Linked DNA regions of Rattus norvegicus: region 1 is linked to region 2. Evidence: chromatin contacts called from public Hi-C data. All regions are on one chromosome and are shown on one strand. Each heading gives the region's core, a stretch centred on a gene start, on an enhancer-like site or on the middle of the called end of the contact. The rest is flanking DNA. Distances are from core to core; before and after follow the strand shown.

Region 1 (2,977 bases), core at 388-2,887, 100 kb after region 2:
ATCCTTGTTGCCTCTCTTTTCTCTTAACTTTAGGAAGGTTCTCAGCATAACCCTCTGTCTCATTCTGTCTCAAATTATCATTAGTGTCTAAAGAGTACTTTTAAGATAATCAAAATAATTAAGAAAGTAGTCATGCCCTTATAAATATTTAAGTTAGTAATTTTAAGTAAATTATATACCCTGGTAAGTTTCGGATTCCTTTAAAGATGTGGCATTGTCTGACTCTCAGAAGCCTTCCAGTTTATTCCACCAAGCTAGATTATCTTAGAAAGTGGACTCTTGCTCATTACCTGAGGTGCTCCATGTCTCTACTGGGTCACGACCATGGAGACAAAGAAATTAATCATAGTTTTGTCCCTTGAGTTATTCCTTGTCTAGTGACCATAAGAAGTGAAGATGAAACAACATTGTTTCATAGAAGTGTGAATAAAATGCAGTTAAATGTAGTAAAAAATATTTAATAAAACCCTGGCTCGGAGTTTCTTCCTGCCTTAGACCACTTCCCAGAGGAAAGACACACACAACCATGTACTTTTACATATGTCTTAGGTAGCACAATAGCGGGGCAACTGCCTATTGTCCATGCTGTTAGGGTCCATTTTCCTACTGATAACTCTGAGTTACTACTTTTTTTTTTTAATTAATTAATTTATTTATTTTTTTGGTTCTTTTTTTTCGGAGCTAGTGACCGAACCCAGGGCCTTGCGCTTCCTAGGCAAGCGCTCTACCGCTGAGCTAAATCCCCAACCGAGTTACTACTTTCTGATTTCTGTGTTCCATCTGGGCTGCTCTTAACTCCAATTGGCTGGCCCACATGGCCACTTTATTATGGCTCAACTATCTCATTGTGCATCCTCCTGCATATCCTTCCTCTTCCATGGCAGCTTCTTTATGCTTCTCTTCCTCAAGTCTGGGAAACCTAAACCCTGCCTCTGTGTCTTCTCCCTAGCTATTGGCTGCTGGCTTTTTTATTTATCAATCAGAATTAACTGAGGTCAGGGTTCCTCAGTGTCTTACATGTTCACCCTCTAGTCTTTGGGGCAAACAATTTTGGGGAACCCAAATTAGTATTAGAATACAAGCAGCGTTAGGCCAACCCTCTACAGATGGGTTTTGAAGGAGGGTAAATAGAGGCTTCTTCAAAAGTTTCTTAGAGGAAGTGAGTCCAGTTGAGCCTTGAGGAGTGAGTAGGAGTTTGCTAGGCAGACACATTGAGGCATCTTAGGCAGATAGAACTAGAACGATGCAGGTGAAGGTGGGAATATGAAAGTGTACTGATGGAATGATGGGTTTGAGGAATGGTATAGGCAAAACTAGAGACAGATGGGGAAGAAACAGAAATTTGTTAGACAACTTTTTGTATCAAGCAGCATGTTAGGTGCTGTCTCTTAAAAAGTTTTTGTTATAACTCTAAAGTAGTCTTGTTTGCATTTTACATAAGAGTTAATGGAGCATCAGAAATTAAAGTAGCTTTAAACCACCTACAGTTTCTTTCCTGCTGCCCCAGCAGTTGCTTTCTTGTTGCTATACTAGAGCAAGTAGCTGGCTGGAGGCTGCACAGTGGGAGTGCCTTTGACGCATTAGAAGGGCATCTCTCAGCAAATTCAAGGCTACAGTATTCCAGGTTCCTGCCAAAGCAAACCTCTTGGCACGATTTAATTAAAGATCAGATTCTAATATTCAGGCACCAAGGGCATACTGTACTCCTCAGGCCTGAGTGTTGGCCATGTCATTATGCAGCTGCTCTGGGTTGTTCAAAGTTAGAAATGTGGTTGGGATGTGGAGTAGGTCTTATTTCTTCTTCCTGTCCCTCCTTCATTTTGTTGACTAATTTATTGTAAACTTCTAGCATTTCTTTAACTGTGCTGGGAATTGGCCTCAGTCCTTCTACTGAACTCTATTTCCACCACCCTCCTTCTTTTATTTAAATAGTGACTGAGGGACTATCTGGAAAGTGCATTAGAGGGACTGGTGAGGTGGCTTAGTGGGGAAAGGCACTTATTAAACCGGATGTTCTTAGTTTAATCCTCAGGATCCACACAGTAAAAAGAGAATGGATTGTTATACATTCCCCTCTGACATGCCCATGCATATAATACACAAGCATGTGAACACGTGCTAAACAAACAAACAAACAAACAAACAAATGTAATAACATTTTTAAAAAGTAAATTAGAAGTCACGTAGTATATTCCTTTGCTTCTAGAGGTAACTGGCATGTGGTGCGGTGATCACACAAATATTTTTTTGGGTTCTTGGGTCTTGTGCTCACCGTGTGCATATTGTGGGTGACTGGCTACATCTCTGAAACTGTGCTTCTTTTTATTTGTTTCATTGTTCTATTCCCAGTACCTAACATGGCCTAGAAAAATGATGCCTAACAAGTAGATTTCTAAGCTTTTTATAAATTCTGAAGTGTGATCTAGTGTTAGAGGTTATTAAAATACCTGTTCCAAAGAATGGCTGAAATCTTATGTGTAAAGGTAATTTACCCAGCTTGTTCTCCAGGGAAATTGTTTCATAGGATTTCAGCAACTCACCTGGGAAAGGTAAAGGACTGTCTCAAACCCTAAGCTCCATGTTGTGAGCTCAAGACATCCCATAATTCTCAGTGCAGGTGGATAGCAGCTTGTCTTTTCCTTTAGGTAATATCTCTTTTCCCATTGTAGTTTCTCTGTAGCCTTGTTCTTTAATCAACAGCTTTTCGTTTTGTTTTGTTTTGTTGTTGTTTTTTTTAAACCTGAGGCATTTACTGTCCAGATATAGAACTGCTTAGAAAAGTCTGTTTTTTTTCTGAATATATGTGAGGCAGAGCACAGTAGGTCCACTAACTCCTGGTTTGTTTGTTTTTTTTTTCCTTAAAAAATTGTATTTTAAATTAACATTCCCTCCCTTCTCTTCCTCCCTTCCTTTCTTTGTGATAGACTCTTGCTACATAGCATTGTCTGGCCTCAAATTTTCAGTTCTCCTGTTTTTT
Region 2 (3,019 bases), core at 341-2,840:
AAGTCTCTACTGTGAATGCAGGGTAAATGACTATTTCCCTGGAGTCTAGACAGACACACCGAGGAGGCTGGGTGCCTTTGGCTGTCTTAGCACACACAGCAGCCCCTGGCTCACTGCTGGGCTTCCAGGCCAGGTCCATCCTTTGTCTAACCCATGGCAGTCAAGCTCCCACTCCAGCGTTTCTTATGTGCCAAACATTGAGTGAGCCGTGTCTCACGCCACTTCCATACGACAGCGTTCATGGGAGGTGTGAGGGCCCCGTGGAAAGCAGAGGAAGGTCAAAGATGAAGCAAGAGGCAGAAGCAAAGGTTCAGAGAATTCAGGAGGCTAGCCGAGCTCCAGCCAGAGACGCCAGCACTGTGATGGATGACGGCCGACTCTGAAAACCCAGGCCTCTTGTCTGTGTTCACTGCCATCCGACTTCCCCATCTTACAGGCAGTCAAGAGCCAGTCGTAACTCAGGGTTAAGGAGGGGCCTACGTTCACAGGAGAGAGCCCCGAAGTTAAGAGCACTGGCTGTTCTTACAGAGGATCTGGGTTTGATTCCCACAACTCACGGGGCAGCTCACGATCATCTGTAACTCCAATTTCAAGAGATCAGGTGCCCTCTTCTGGCCTCCATGGGCATCGGGCACACATCTGGAACACAAGGCATACATGCAGGCTTTAATGGCTATTCCTGGTTGTCAACTTGACAGCATCTGGAATGAACTACAATCCAGAACTGGAGGGCACACCTGTGATCCAGATCTTGAGGCATAGTGGCTATGGATCCCAGGAGACTAAGGCAAGGAGATCTCTGAGTTCAAGGTCATCTGGGACAAAGCAAGTCCCAGATCCAGGTGTGGTGGTGCTCCCTCTTCCTCGCCTGCCTGTCTTGTGGGACTGAGCAACTACTAGATCATTGGGCTTCCATTCACAGCTGCTGCTGACCGTGGTTGGGGAGTTGGACTACAGACTGTAAGTCATCATAATAAATTCCCTTACTCTACAGAGACTACCCATAAGTTCTGTGACTCTAGAGAACCAGATAAAACACCCATACACATAAAAACAAAGAAATAATGGTTTTAAAAGTTAAGACAAAACAAAATAAAAACAACCTCCCCTGACACACACACACACACACACACACACACACACACACACACACACACGCGCGCACTCAGGCCTTCCAGATCTCTTTACTGACTCCAATCCCATTGGCCTCTTTCACTCACCTTAGTCAGGGCGTTCTTTTGTCCTGTATGGGACTTGATATCCTTTCCACGGCTGAAAGGGAGCTTCCTCTCCCTGCATTCCTTTCAAGTAGTTGGAACTGTGGAAGAGTGACGGAACTGTACTAATAAGACACTAGTACTTAGTGTTTTGTAAGTCCCAGCCTTGGGAGTGTTCTGAGAAGGGGGAACCTGGAAGGGCAGGAGGTGTTCAAACTGCGAACTGAAATTTCTGAGCTTGCTTTCGTGGGAATATTCTCTCTTCCTCGAGCGAGCCGCTAGGTGGCAGTCGATACCCTAGTTCAGAGGGAGCCGCGTCCAATCGCAGTAGGAATTTTCCTCCTCTGTACAACACAAAGCCAGGCTTTTCTCTGCTGCATGGCCACAGAACATTCTGTCCAGCCAGAGGTCGGTGGTCAGGATCCTCCCGCGTTCGGGGAACCGCTTCTGTGTACAAGGCTTTACCGAGAACAGTGCTTGTGATTTTGTGACACTGCCACCTTTAATGCACCCGGGGCCTAGGGAGGGCTGTCACCAACTTTGAGGAGCTGTGTGTTAGGCCTATGGGTGCAGGGGGGAGGTTCTTGTTTTTGTTTTTGTTGGTATTTGTTGTTGATTGGAGGAGGGTTCAAACAGACCCCCAAAACCTGGAGACTAGGTATGTGTACATCGTTGGGAGACTTTCCCTTTTTCAGGGCTATAAGGGGGACACTTTGTTAAGCAGCATCTGCTTTCTCTAGTTAAATAAGTAAAAGTAAAAGGAGTCCAGTGTGGTGGCCCAAGCCTTTAATCCCAGCACTCAGGAAGAAGAGACAGGAAGAGCTCTGTGAATTCCAGGCCGGCCAGAGTTACATAGTGAGATCCTGTTTTTAACTAACTAGCTAGCCCTCGGCTGGAGAGATGGCTCCCAGGAGAACCTGGATTCCCAGCACCCAGTGGTTGCTGGCAACCACCCGTAACCCCAGTTCCAGAGGGCCAGATGCTCCTTTTCTGACCTCCTTGGCACACATGCAGACAGAACACTCATACACATAAAATAAGTGACATAAATCTTAAAGGAGATTTTAAAGGAGTGGGGAGAGCGATTGTGTTGTTTTCAGGGGCATGGACACGGATAAGTTGCTCACGGTCCAAGCAACTTACCCAGTGTGGCTCACGACCCAAAGTAAAACAAACAAAAAGACTCAAAAGTACCAGAGGGACTCGGGAAGATGAACATGATCAATGGGCAGAGGGGACAGTTTCGAAGAGTATTTTATGTCAATGGATGACTGTCAAAGAATAAAAGGATGAGTTTGAAAGAGATTTTAAAACTTAACTATAAGTAAATAAAGACAGGATCACAGATACACCTCCTGCTCCTAATTTTATTCTTTTTATGTGCAGAAGAATCCCAAGTCTCTTCCTCTAGGGATCTGGAGATGGAGATCCACCACCCACATACATTATTGGAGTCTACAGTGTGTGGTCCTTGGGTCTTCACCCGGCACTCAGAAAGTCAACGGGGTGGTTAAAAACCTGTTGGTGAATTTAGTCTAGGTCTGTTCGCTTTCAAACATGAAGGAGCCTAGCATTTGCTGAACATAATCTATCTCGTAGACAGGGGGCATCTGCCTGCTTAAAATGCCCGATACAATTTCTATCTTATGAACACCCGCGACATAGCCCATGCGCATCTCCATTTTACCAATGAGGAAGTTAGAGTTGCCTTCGGTAACTTGAGCAAGGCCTCGCTACTCGTGAGTGCTTAAAGCTGGAGCCTGCACACAGAGCTCCCTAACCACAAAACCACCACAGCTCTG

The links. Hi-C and Micro-C count contacts between places; a contact is called where the count stands out from the background.
Region 1: a Hi-C map of liver shows a contact between it and region 2, with 3 times the contacts expected there. The contact joins two enhancer-like sites. A contact is called at or near these places in 10 of 12 Hi-C or Micro-C datasets (Schwann cells, frontal cortex, hepatocytes and 5 more).

Annotation. Positions count from the first base shown.
Region 1 is chr1:161,578,839-161,581,815 of GRCr8, forward strand. All of the region lies in intron 1 of Pak1 (p21 (RAC1) activated kinase 1), which reads left to right. Among named protein-coding and RNA genes, the nearest start is that of Trnag-acc7, 23 kb to the right of the region's middle. Within about 2 kb of position 1,638, at least 5 of the 93 cell types and tissues checked have an H3K27ac peak or open chromatin away from gene starts, as enhancers often do.
Region 2 is chr1:161,476,866-161,479,884 of GRCr8, forward strand. No RefSeq gene overlaps it. Among named protein-coding and RNA genes, the nearest start is that of Aqp11, 10 kb to the left of the region's middle. Within about 2 kb of position 1,591, at least 46 of the 93 cell types and tissues checked have an H3K27ac peak or open chromatin away from gene starts, as enhancers often do.